2 separate regions of the Strix aluco genome follow, and region 1 is linked to region 2. The links are chromatin contacts, called in public Hi-C maps. All regions are on one chromosome and are shown on one strand. The core of a region is the stretch at or near the end of the contact, and the rest is flanking DNA. Distances in the headings are between cores, read along the strand shown.

Region 1 (6,249 bases), core at 1,283-3,782, 170 kb after region 2:
CTTCCCATTTACCTCCTGTGTCATTTTCTCTAATATTCCCAACATACCATCATTGAATTTGCCTTCCATGTTTTCATTGTCTTCTGAGGAAGGCACAAAGTGGTTCAACCACCATCGAATATGAAAGGCAGACTGAAGTACCTCAAACCATTAGTAAACAAATAAGAGGATAAGACCTACATCTCCTTCTCTCTTCAAGTATTCACAATTTGCCAGTTATCGCAGGGCTTGGTAGGTCTACTGTTGCAAATCCCAGTCATAAATGCTCGATATGCCACCTAGAAATGTATAGGGGCCTTAATCATTGTGAATTCCATCCCCACAGGAGGTTACCCAAGTTTTAGCCAAATTATCAACAGATTTCACCCTACTTAAATATATATTTTGAATCCATCTCTCACAGTATAAATTTCTCAAGACAGAAGCAAATAGCTAGATCCAATAACAAAGATATGCACCAGAAACTTAAGTACTGCTTCACCCAGTTCTTGGGACACATCCTTCAGGTGGGATTCAGAAACCCAAGCAAAGTGCCCAGGCTTCCTGCTACATGAACACAAAGAGTCAGACACCCAAGGACTGGATCCAGAGGAGTCAGCACAGCAGGCAGGTGCCTAGTGACGGGCAATAGGAAGAACGAAGAGAGGTAAGTCTTAAACAGTCTGAAATCCACCCCTTGTGTATCTCACACTGGGTATTGATGCTTCTCCCTCACTCAGGAATACAACTTGGAGCAAGTACATGTAGACTCTTCAAAGAGCAGCATACAACTCACTCTTCAATGCAGTCACCACTGATGATGTGCAGATTTCTTTCCGTGTAATAATCCAGACATGAAAATATTCACTCACAGTGGTGGCTCAATTCCCCATCTGCTAGATTTGATATAAACTCTCCTCCCAATTAAGAGCTATAAATACTGACAGGTAACCCTGTGTAGAAACACTCTCTATTGCTGCTTTTAGAGAAACGCCATTGCACAGAGAAGCAAGGTTTATTGGGATACAGACAACTGGTGCTGGCTAAACCAGGCACAAGTTCACCTCCACACTTCAAGGTTCACTGAACTAGGAAAGGCAAGCACCAGTCTGCAGCCACCTTGTGGCTGACATCATCCGTGAATAAAAAGAAATACCCTATTCCTCCTGCTTTTTTTATGTATCACCTTTTATTAACTATTTGGTAAAACAATTATCTAACAGAACCGCTCCGGCAGCAGAGACCAAACCCTCCCAAGGCAAGAGCCCTGCCCGGGAGGTGAGCCCCGCTCGACACGGGCCTGGCAACGGGGCACCTTCTCCTGAGGGAACAACCCGCCTTCGCCACCTCCCAGCCCGGGAGACGCGACACACATCTGCGTGCTCAGCACCGCCCTGCCCGGGCGAGAGGCAGAGCCACCTCGGCACCGCCCCGGCTCCCGTCCCCAAGGCCGGCAGCTAGCGCTGCCCTCCCGCCTGGGACCCCGGGGGTCATTTCTCCTCTCTCGGTGGCTCGTTATGGAGCGCCGCGACCCTGCGTCCCCCCGCTGCCTGGGAACGGCCCCGTTTCTCGGGTCAACGTCCCGCCGGGCGAAAGGACGAGCACGACCTGCGCCGGCACCGCCGCGGCCTCGAGGGAGCGACCGGGCCCGCCGCCATGGCCGCCGCCCCCACACGGGAAGGGCGGGAAGGCGACAGAGGGGGCCGGCGGCGAGGCGGGGACGCCGTCCCGGCTCTCGCAGACCCGCCGGCGGTGCCACGACCCGGCGGGCGCGTTCCGTCCGCCTCCCCACAGCCCGCGCGACAGGGCTCCAGCCTGGCCTGAGGGGCCCCCGCCCGCCGCCTCCTCTTCGGGGCGCTCCCCGCCACCTGGCACCCATGGGCCTCCGGTCTGAAAGCGGCCCCCCCCCCGCCCGAGGTTAAGAAAGGGACAGCGGGGAGCTCGTTGCCTCCGCCGAGCTGAGGCGAGGGACGGGCCCCGTGAGACCCCCGGGGCTGCCCGCCGGCAGGGAGCGGAGACCCGCCGCGGCGGGGGCGGGCTCGCCTGCCCAGGCAGCCGCCCGCTGCAGTAACACCCTCCCGGCGCCGGGCGTGAGGGGCCGGGGCGAGGCGAGGCCAACAGCCTCGACGCGCCGCGGGAGGGAGGATGCACCGCGGGGGAACGCGAGCGGCAGCCAAACCCCCCGTTTTAAAGTGCAACTTGTTATTTTTTAATTACGATTCTTTTTAAAAGTAAGATTTTTTTCAGGAGTTTCTAAGCGGCTCCCCTCCCCGCCCCAGGCTCACCACTTCCCGCGCCTCCATCTCCTCCCTCCCTCCGGGGCTCCGCTCCGGCCGCCGCGGGGGTGGCCGGGCAGGTGTGTGGGGAGCGGCCCGGCCCTGCCCCTGCCCCCCAGCCCCGGAGGGAGCCGAAGCGGAGCTCACACCGACCTGTGCGGGCATCGGCGGGGGAGCCGCCGGTGCGGGTGCGGCCGCTCGTTTTCACGCGGGGCTGCGGGTGTTGAGGCGGCTGCGGGACAGCCGCTTCCCTCCCCTCTGGCCGCTCTTCCCCTCGCTGCGGCGCATCTGATAAGGCGAAAGGGTAGCGACAGGAGGCGGGCAATTATAGAGCAGAAGGTGGAAAGAAGGGGGGAGAAAAAAGAGGCATGAGCGATGCCGGAGATCCAACCCCCCGCCCCCGAGCCCGACCTCCGCGGCGGGGGCGCGGCCAGGTGCGCGGGGAGGCAGGGCTGGGGGCTCCGGGGGCGGGGGGGGGGAAATCTCGGGCGGTGTTACATGTGTAGGTGCTGTGCTTTTCCGTGTCCTCTTACTTCTGATTTTGCTGCCTTCTAACTCATTTTCCTCTTTCCGAAGTTCCTCGTTTACTTCGTTTGAAATGATTGAGAAGGTGCCTATTCCGCGGTACGGCTTGGAATGCAAATATCCCCCAGTGCCGGGTATTGCGATGTGTGGATTAATGATTCATCGGGGAAATATTTATATTAAAGTATTCCAGCACTTGTCTGGCTTAGTATAAACCTTGATTAAAAGCGCGGACATATGTGCATTTTTGCCGTATGCATAGACACTGCAATGGGGACGTGAAATTGCAGAATCTAGATTCATATAGAAATATGAGTTACGCTGTGGTACTCCCTACTGAATTTACACGTAAGGCGACTACTCACGAAGCTTGTAAGTCCCGAGAATTTAGGAGGTGAATGAAAATATTCATTACAACGTGCCTGGTCATCTGTATAAAATTACAAATGAAATCACCGGAGCACTGCAGTTAAGAAACAACATGCGTAGGTGAAACAGAGATGTGCATCCCTTTCTTAATATAAGTAGGAGTCGCTTTTAGGGAAGGGAAGGCAGTAAGTCTCAGAGAGATGACTGTGACTAACTCTGTAAAGTAGGACCTTATGTTGCTGAGGAGGATTCCCAGTCCTGCAAACTCTTGTCCAAATTCACGGTGCAGATAGCTTTCCACTGAAACTACAGAAGTGTCTGAGCTTTAAAGAAACTAAATCCAGTTGTTTTCTATAGCAAAGGTTAAAAAGCATTCCTAGATCTAAAAAACATCTCCCACATCTAGCAATCTGGGAGATCCTTTTGTCTGCAGTTATTCTACTGCACCGGCAGATGTGTGCAATGGCCAACACTTGTATGAAGCAAGAAGAAAGCAGTTTGCATTATAATAATTCCTCTGAAACAGTAAGATGTTCAGCTCATTGATGCTAAATGTGATACATTTTGTACCTTTTCAGTCCCTAATTTATGTATTTAGCTAAACAATAATATCCAGAAAGCAAGGAAGCTGATGGATAATTTGCAATGCCCTTGAAGACTCGGTAAATGTAGAGAGATAAATCAGCATAATCCATGACTGCTTGCTGGTTCATGTGTTTCAGGGCAGGACGAGGAACAGCCTGCCAAAGGGAGAGTCTGGCTCCCTCTTTCTCTCTTTTTTTTTTTTCCTTCTTTTCCCGGATTTGTAATGTAGTATGCAAAGTCCACGAGCACCATCCTGTGGCTGCATCTAGTCAGAGTACTGGGACTCAGAGAAAAAAGTCTTGAGGATCCCACTGACCAGTAAATAGATTCTGAAACTCTCTGCAGCCTTCAAATGACTTTATAATTTAATTTTTAATAAATTTTAATTTTTAATTTTAATTTTTTACACCAGAAACTAAACTAATATTTTAAGTTTATGTAAAGTGTGTGCTTTCAAAGGTAACTCAGCTGAGTTTCTCAATATCAATTTATTTTCCTGATTTACAATGCTATTTTTACACTATTGGTCCACTTTTTAGAGTGAATCACACTTGTTGCCATTAAGTTTTACTCAGATTTCTCTGAAAAGCACCGTAGATCTCCTTGCATAATTACTGGAAGAGCTCATGTTGTTCAAAAGTTCAAGGTAAAAGTTAAAAGGTGAAGCTTCCTTGAAAGAGTTTGTATGAGTTGCACATCTGGAAATACAGTAAGATCACAGTATGAACAATATTACTGTACAAATGATTTAGCAATGTTTCCTTCTTGTCTTACATCCAAAAAAAACCCCAGATTTTTGAGAAGAAATTTGCTGAGTGTGAATTGACCACATGAATTTACTTTCCACAATTTTGTATTGGCCAAGCCTCAGTGATTTCAAAAAAACAACAATGATTTACAGCCACCACTTTTTAAAAGTATTCACACCAACAAGATGTGGACCATCCTTTGCTTGGCTAATACAGATTCTACAAAACTTCTATAAATAGGATTACATTGGAATGATATTGAAAATACAGCTGGAAATAATTCCATTAACCCAACACAAAACCAGAATTAGTGCAGGCTAGTGAGCTCAAAGTGAGCTGGGCTGAATATCTGATGGTATGACTAAACCAAGTATGGATCACCAACAGCAGTATTTGTGGGAACTGATGTTTTTGGTGGCGGTGGGGAAGAGTTACGCTGTAATTATCAATCCTCGTCTTTTTTTAATATCTTCTGCTTTTTAGAATATACTTAGAATTTTTCTCTGACTTTTTGGATGTACTAATGAATTCAATGTTAGTTGCTATGCCATTTTTTATGAGACTTGGGAAGTGAGACTATCAAGTTGGGGGGATATTTTAAAATTGCAAATAATTAAAAACTAATCAGTTCTTGTATTCTTTTATTACAACAATGTTTTTAAAGGTGACTAGTGTTTTTATCTCCTAAACTAATATATCCTACAAAGAAATGTACATTTTGAATGACCTCTCTCACCCAGCACCCAAAAACTCCAGTCACATTCAAAGATTTTTGACTATGGAACATCCATTTGCGTGACTTGGACTAGTCCCTAGGCCTAATAACAATTTGTAGATTTTTTTTTTTTTTTTTTGCTATTAAAAGAACTAAAGAACGCAAAAACAGAGGTAATACTTGAGGTAAAGCATAACTGACTTTTGCTTTACATTTTGAAATTACTATTAAATATAATGGTACATACAATGCTCTTTGAAAAGTGGTTTGCCAAGATCAGTCTGTCAACACTTGCAATAATTAAGTGATTTATGAAGTCATGTGTTGAGAGATCAGAGAAGGACTTAGGACTGTATTCTTCCCAAATTAAAAATAGAGAAAAAATATTTTAATGAAAAATGTAATTGTGATACACCATCTCTGACATATTAGCCATGCCTACTTTTTAAAGTTTCTTGTATTCATTAGTTAAGACAATTTCACTGTTATTTTGTGATATGAATATGCAGTGAAATTACTTCTGAGAAGGGTAGCTATTTTTTGTGAAACATTTTTTTCTAGTGACTTTCTTTATGCTACAACTATTTCTCTGATATCAACCCTACAAATGTGGCTTTTTAGAGCTCTGTTTTTAGGCAGGAACTGTCAGAGTAGTCCAGCTTTGCTTTGTTATCATTTGGCACATCTGATGAGCCATTTTCATTTCCTTGAAGATTTCAGTGCCGTCAGCACTTTAGTGAGCTGCTAGGTTTATTCATCTGAAGATTATTACACATAATGAGGCAAGTGAAAGGGATACATAGGAAGCCATATTGAAGCCATGGACATTGAAGTGTAACTGTTCGTGTTTAGGGTTGGTCCTGCTCCTCCAAACATGCAGGAAAGGGAGGAAAACTGGGCAAAGGGAGCATAGGGAGATGGAAAAACACAGCTATTTCTCAGTCATGTATTTTTCTGTTCATCTCTCAGTATGAGGGTTCCAGAAGGTAATGAGAAGAATGATGAGTTTAGTGTTTCATATAGTTAGTTTTTCATTCTGCAGTAGAATCAG
Region 2 (6,950 bases), core at 1,667-4,166:
TCGTATCACTTACTGTCTATTAGTACTTTGGTGCCATTTCAGATGGAAAAATTAATTATATAGCTACCTTAATCTCTACTGAAATACAGCCTTCCAAAGAAACAAGCAGTAAACTACTCTATAAGCTGATCTGCAATGCCATTCATGCTCAAGATCCTTAAACTACTTGCAAGAGCTGCATACAAGTTATTTCAACTAACACAGTAACATCCTCTGAATTTTTCCATTTGACTATGATTTTACCAACTGAGTTTTTAGAGTAATAACTAACAAGATAAACTCAAATGAGATTGCTTTTTTAAGAGAGATTACCTGGGGCAGGCAGTTTATCAGCTAACTGATGCAGACTTTCTGCAGCTTCATCATAGATACTGAAAATGAACAACAACATGGTTGGAAACAAATTATAAACAACGTAATTTAGAAACAAAAAGTTACAACTAACAAATACTGCCTCATGTAAGTATCTTATATCTTTAAAATTCTGTACAAACATACCTAGGCAAAGAGATATACGTATCTCCCCTTTTACTGAGGCAGAAGTAGGCTAAATGACTTCAAAACAATCTGCTGTAAAACTGGAAGTAGGATTCAAGACAGATTAGCAAGAAACTTCTTTTTGTATATATATACACCTGTCAGCTGTTAGGAAACTGTTCAGTTATTCTATAAAAATCATCTGTAGCTAAAAAAATGAAAGCACTGTTGAATTAAATAGAATTATTTTCAGTAGTAGCAGGGGATTGTTCATAGTTAACTGTTGCTTTGGTAATAACTTGTTAAAATTTCTTGATTCTCTTGGGTTATTATTGTAAAATGCCAGATCACTATACTTTCAATAAAAATAATAATATGAATACTCAGTCATAGACAGTGACTCTCTGCTGTTATTGTCGTCTTCCTCAAAATTTTGTATGACTCCCAGGCATTCGTCAGTACTTGTTTGGAGAGAGTCTTCATTTTTCTGTGTGTCAAAATTTATTTCCTCCCAGTCAGAACTGCAGAACTAATCAAGCAAAAAGAATTAATTAAGCAAAAATAATTTTGAACACCACAGTTTTAACTTGCACTAGAGACAGGCAGACAGGAATTTCTATTCTGAAAAAAAAAGTCTTACCTGATAATAACCACATATAACATGACTGGCAAAATACCATTTCTTTACACCTGTAATACCAGCCACTGAACATGCTGCAAAGAGATAAAACAATTATTTAAAATAATCCACTACAATCTATTCTTCCTATTATAATGAACATCTCTGTTAAAAAACTATGCGAGTCATTTAATGTGCCACAATGATTTGAGTTCTGCTTTCCTTTGGCATCATAATTAAGTTCTAAACGTATTAATGTGTAGGTAAGTGTCTTGACAAGGGTCTGTTACTGATCCTCTGACTGTTAATAATTAAGAAAATCTTTGACCTCTTCTCCATTCTGGGCAATATTGCTCTCCATTTGCAGAAGTTGTATCATACCTGGACTAAATCACAACTTTGATAAATATGGTTTACGCAGTTCACAAAATGAGATGCTCTCTCAACATTTCTATGCAATAAAAAGCACGGATGTTGAAAACAGCTTAACATTCCCATCTTCATGAATTTTAACAGCTTATAGTGGTTTCCCCACATGAATCACAATTATATGACAGCTGTGACAAGATGAGCCTGAACAGCTCAACACCAGATATCCAAACCAAGTAAAGAACTAATAAAGCATTTTTTTAACAAAAAAAACCCTGAACAACCAACCCTAAAAGAACTAAAGCAGATCTATTTTAAGATGATAAAAGTATTAATAAATATTAATGGATTAGGGTTCTGAATCAATACCCAACAGACAAAAATTGCTTCCATTGAAAAAATTATAAGACATCACAGGAATAATGAAAATATCAAACTGCCCACTGACATGAGAAACAAGCCCCTTGCTACTCATCCTTGCTATGCTGGATTGAAATTCTCTTCCATTTCTTGTGTCCAATCTATTTAACCACCTCCTAACACCTCAGCTGCTCAAATGACATCAGTTCTCCACAGAAACAGTAGCAGCAGGTGTAGTCCCACCTGCAGGTTTAGGCACACTGTCAAAATGGGATTTCCTTAAATTTCTGACTTGTTTCACCTAGATCATAAAATGTGCCTAGGCCAATTCCTTGATAAAATTTACCTTACCGTACATTAGTGTATTTACCTGGGAATGCGCTCACATCTGCATTTATAGATGAGTTACAGCTTTCTTTAAGGTACTGATAAACGGCTGAAGCAGTTCCAGCTGGAAAAAAAAAAAAGTTTTTCTTAAAACTACTGAATTACAGAAGTCTTGCTTTCTTGCAAATACAGTATAAAGTTCAGTCTATTATTAGGTGTTTAGTCTTAAAAAAAAAAAAAAATCAACCTGTGAACTATAGATTTACAGGAGTTTAAAAGGACAAATTTTGTAAATTCTCGTTGAAGTAGTGCACATCTCAGGGACGCTTTACCGAGTTATATAGCAGTGTCGCAATAAAACAAAAAAGCCTGTAAGTTTCCGAAGGTTTAAATCATTAAAGACTTTTAGTCTGAAAAAAACCCCGAGGGATTTAACGAGGTAGGAATCTAGAAAAGCCCGCACGAGCGCAGATCCCAGACCAGCGACCATAAAGAAAAGCCCTCCGAGGGAAGCTCGGACGGGCCCGGCGGCAGGCGGCTCCCCACACGGCGCGGCCTCCAGCCTCCGCGGGCGCCTCCGGCCGCGGCGGTACCTGCTCCGCTCCCGGGGCCGCCCGCCGCAGCACCCTCGCCCCTGCGCTCCCCCCAGCTCAGGAACAGGACGTAGCGGTCCATGGCCGGGCGGGGACGGAGCCGGAGCTGGAGCCGCCGCCGCTCCGAACGGCCCGCGCTGCCGCCCTGGCACCGCCCCTCGCAGGGCAGCGCTTCCGCTTCCCGCCGGTGCGGCAGCCAGGAGGCTCCGCTTCTCTTCCCTTCCCCTCAGCTGCGCTGGGAGAGCGGCCATGGCCAGTTACACCAAAGCGGCCCAGGTGAGCGCGACCCGCTCCCCCTCAGGCTAGTCTGTGCCGGGGCAGCCGCTGCCTCCGGGGCAGGTCTCGCCCCGGCGGGACCCCGGCGGCCGCCATGGCGCAGAGAGCGGCCGTGAGGAGCGGGCGGGCGCCGGGGCGAAGGGGCAGTAGGCCCCCAGGAGAGGGCTGGGGCGGCGGGCGGCTTCCCCTCCCCTCCCCTCCCCTCGTCGCAGAGCCGCCGTGCGCGCCGGGGTTCGCCCTGAGGGGCCCGCTGGCGGGAACCGGCAGCCGTCAGTAGGTGCGGGAGTGCCTGTGAGGGCCAGGGCTGCCCGCTGAGGGCGGCTCAGGCCGTTCGTGTTCGTAGAAGTGCGTTTGGGGGAGTTTTCCCTTCACTGAGAGGGAAAGAGATGTTGGGTGTTAAACAGCCTACGGTGATTTTACAGTGCAGTTAGCAATAATGGAAGCTTGCAGCAAGAGGTCCTCATTTTTGAAACAAAACCCTCAGAGCTGTTAAACCTTTCAGTGTTGTTACAGCCACATACGTTGGAAGCACGTACGGCACTGGCTGTATCCCTGCGTTCTCCGTCCATTTAAACGTTATTTGGAGGAGGTGGTGTTAATATTTCTTATAGCATTTTGGAGTGTCAAAAAAGCATCGATCTCATTAGAGAAGCTAGATTTATGTATGGTAGTGTGGTTTTTTACTATGTTAAGGACTACCTCTCTTTCTCTTTAGCAATGGGCAACTTTTGCCAGAGCCTGGTATCTTCTCGACGCAAAGATGCAGCCACCAGGAAAGATAGCAGCTGCGACTGTAATCAGACTTGAAGGCAGGCATAAACCTATTTATCATGCACTAAGTGAGTATTGCAGTAGATAAAAGCAAATTTGCTTTCCTTCACTTGTATTTTTCTTGTAAGTTTTAAAATCAAGCCTGATACATGTTACATTTTTCAGTTGTTTGTAAATTATGTTTTCATTTTCCTTCTCATTCCTTCATACTCCTCTACAACCTTATGTCATTGTCTTTACCAATCCATATAAAGGTCATTATGAATTAATAATTTAAGTAGATGAATTACAGTATATTGTGGTTTCATTCTTTTAAAACCTTAACATGTGTTTTGATGCATTGATTTTAGATGCAAAGATTTAAATCACAGTGCACATAATGGAACACTGATGTGGTTCTTGATTAGATTTTCTGAATGCTACCTTTCAGTAGCTGCACAACACCATCGAGCCTTGGAGTGGTTCTTCATTCTGAGTAAGGTGCAGAGAAGCCCTGTCTTGATGAGGCAGTGGGCATAAACTGAAACAGGAGGTTCCCTCTGAACATCAGGAAATATTTTTTTTAGTGTGAGGGTGTCTGGAAGTGGTTGTCCAGGAGGTTGTGGAGTCTCCATCCTTGGAGATATTCAAACACTGGTCCTGCTTGAGCAGGGGGGTTGGACAACATGACCTCCAGAGGTCCCTTCCAACCTCAGACATTCTGTGATGATGAGGCTGAAACCTGTCCAGTTCTTAAATGGGAGGGAGATGTACTCATTGTTGAAAGATACCTTCTTGTTTAAATGAAAAAATAATTTTGCTTTTCTGCAAATTAGAAGATTCAGCAGTAAAGATGTGTCTGTGATCTTGTTCATTACTTGTAATACTGTAGTGCCTGTGTTGTAGTGATAAGCATTTTATAGATAATAAAAAGGTGGTCCCTCATACTGATGATACAGTGTTTTCTGTAGTACTCGTGCAAATTTTTCAAGAGACATTACTGAAACATAAAAGAGTTAAGCTTTGCTCATACATGTAGAGTGTACATACTAAAATTATGCTCCATCTGTTTTTCATAATAGAAGGTAGTATTTGTGGTGTTCGAAAGATATTTCAAATACTGAGTTTTGCTGTTGCAAATTATGTCCTATCCACAAGATGTCACTGGAGACGAAGGCTGTCTGGAACATAAAGCAGACACTGAGAGGAAATGTTTTTGGTTGTCCTGTGGGAAAGCTCTTTGATACTTTATGTCCATGAAGTTATAAAATCCTGGACAGTCATTTCAAGGATAACTTTATTTGTTCTAAAGTATTCCATAAATCGGTACCAAATGCATTACACCTGAGATTGACATTGATAGGTTACTACTACTGAGACATTTGATACTCTCTAAGAGAGCAAAGTATGCATGAACTTGTGGTTGCTGTACTTAACACTTCTTTTTTTTCTTTTTTTCTGAACTAACAAGAAATATTTTAGTGTCTGAGAGATAACAGTTCCTTAGACAGAAAGGCATTCTGGGGATTTTTGTTTTGTTTTTGATTTGGTATCCAGATGCCACTCCATAAAATCATTATTTATTTATTGTGTTGAAGAGTATCTGGAGCTGAATTTAAGCTGTGGTTAAGGAAGGGAAGAAATTTGATTTAATGCATATTACTCTCAGTTTTAAGGATAATCTTTCATTATTTTCCAGAGTCACATATTTTTAGATGCTGTCAGACCGTATGCCTTAAATAAAGGGATATAACCTTGTTCAGGAGGTTTGAATCTGGATTTTTAGGTTTATTCTGCACCTCACCTTTTCTCTACCTTCATCCTCTTGCATCCTGTATTTGTGAGCGGCTTCACAATACAGAACCAAAACCAGTGGGCCAGATTTTTAAAAAATTGGGAGATCTGGTTCTTTATGTTGTATTGTGAGCAGGTGTAGGTGAGCCATTCAGAGGGACCTTGACAGGCTTGGGAGGTGGGCCCGTGCAAACCTCATGAAGTTCAACAAGGCCAAGTGCAAGGGCCTGCACATGGATGGAGAAAATCCCAAGCATGAATGAAGGCTGGGCAATAAGTGGATTGAGAGCAGCCCTGCGGAGAAGGACTTGGGAGTAGTAGTGGATGGAAAACTGACTATGAGCCAGCAGTGTGAGCTCACAGCACAGAAAACCAATTGTGTCCTGGGCTGCATCAAAAGAAGTTTGGCCAGCAGGTCGAGGGAGGGGATTCTGCCCCTCAGTAGAGCAGAGTACTGCTCTTGTGAGCCCCCACCTGCAGTGTTGTGTCCAGCTCTGGGGCCCCCAGTATATGAGGGACATGGACCTGCTCAAGTGGGTCCAGAGGAGGCCACAAAGATGATCAGGAGGCTGGAGGACAGGCTGAGAGAGTTGGGGGTGTTCAGCCTGGAGAAGAGAAGGCTCCAGGGAGACCTTATAGCAGACTTCCAGTAATTAAAGGGATCTACAGGAAAGATGGGGAGGGACTCTTCAGTGGAAGGTATCCCAGCCCATGGCAGGAGGGTTGGAACTAGATGATCTTTAAGGTCCCTTCCAACCCAAACCATTCTGTGATTCTGTGACTTGTTGCCTACTCAAAAATGTTGTAATCAAATGAGCCTCTTCAAATACTTACATTGTTCTAATATGGTAATGCATATGAGAGTGAACTTTGGACAAATCATTTTCCAATTGAATGGGTGGTTATAGCTTATAAAGCTGATCAGGATGATTATTTCTGAAACTAAAAACTACATATTTTCATCATATTTTTTTAGATAGAATATTAGTAAAGAAGATCTATTAAAGTAACTGTTTCTGGCAAGCTATTGGTGATGGATTATAGACTTTGCATTTTGATGTGAAAGTTGCTGATATAACACTAAACATAAACATATCTGTGTGTGCGGTAGCATTCACTTCTGCTTGATAGATGATAATGTGTTTTTTTTTTTTCCCAACAGAGCTGTTTTAGGTTTTTTGTGGGGCTTTCCTCCCCCCACTCCACCCCCAGTCTCTTTGTTTCTTTTATATATTTAGCCCTAGATTGTAATTATTTAATAGAATTATTTTACTTATCCAAAATATTCAGTCCTCCAGTAAACACTGGTACTGTTTTATGAGAAAACTAAAACAAATATTTAAGATCACTGTTTAGAACTAGCCTTTTTTTTTATTCTGAGTTTT

What was found. A called contact is a pair of places that touch in the nucleus more often than the background predicts.
Region 1: a Hi-C map of brain shows a contact between it and region 2, with 4 times the contacts expected there. The contact joins the promoter of COL14A1 here to the promoter of MRPL13 in region 2. A contact is called at or near these places in 2 of 2 Hi-C or Micro-C datasets (brain and heart).

Annotation. Positions count from the first base shown.
Region 1 is chr1:14,309,584-14,315,832 of bStrAlu1.hap1, forward strand. COL14A1 (collagen type XIV alpha 1 chain) reads right to left here and starts at 2,533. Exons shown (of 49, transcript XM_074848689.1): 1 at 2,409-2,533.
Region 2 is chr1:14,138,153-14,145,102 of bStrAlu1.hap1, forward strand. MRPL13 (mitochondrial ribosomal protein L13) reads left to right here and starts at 2,917. Exons shown (of 7, transcript XM_074848815.1): 1 at 2,917-3,021; 2 at 3,737-3,860. The coding sequence starts at 2,995. MTBP (MDM2 binding protein) reads right to left here and starts at 2,913. Exons shown (of 22, transcript XM_074848927.1): 1 at 2,746-2,913; 2 at 2,196-2,276; 3 at 1,118-1,191; 4 at 861-1,006; 5 at 313-371. The coding sequence starts at 2,827.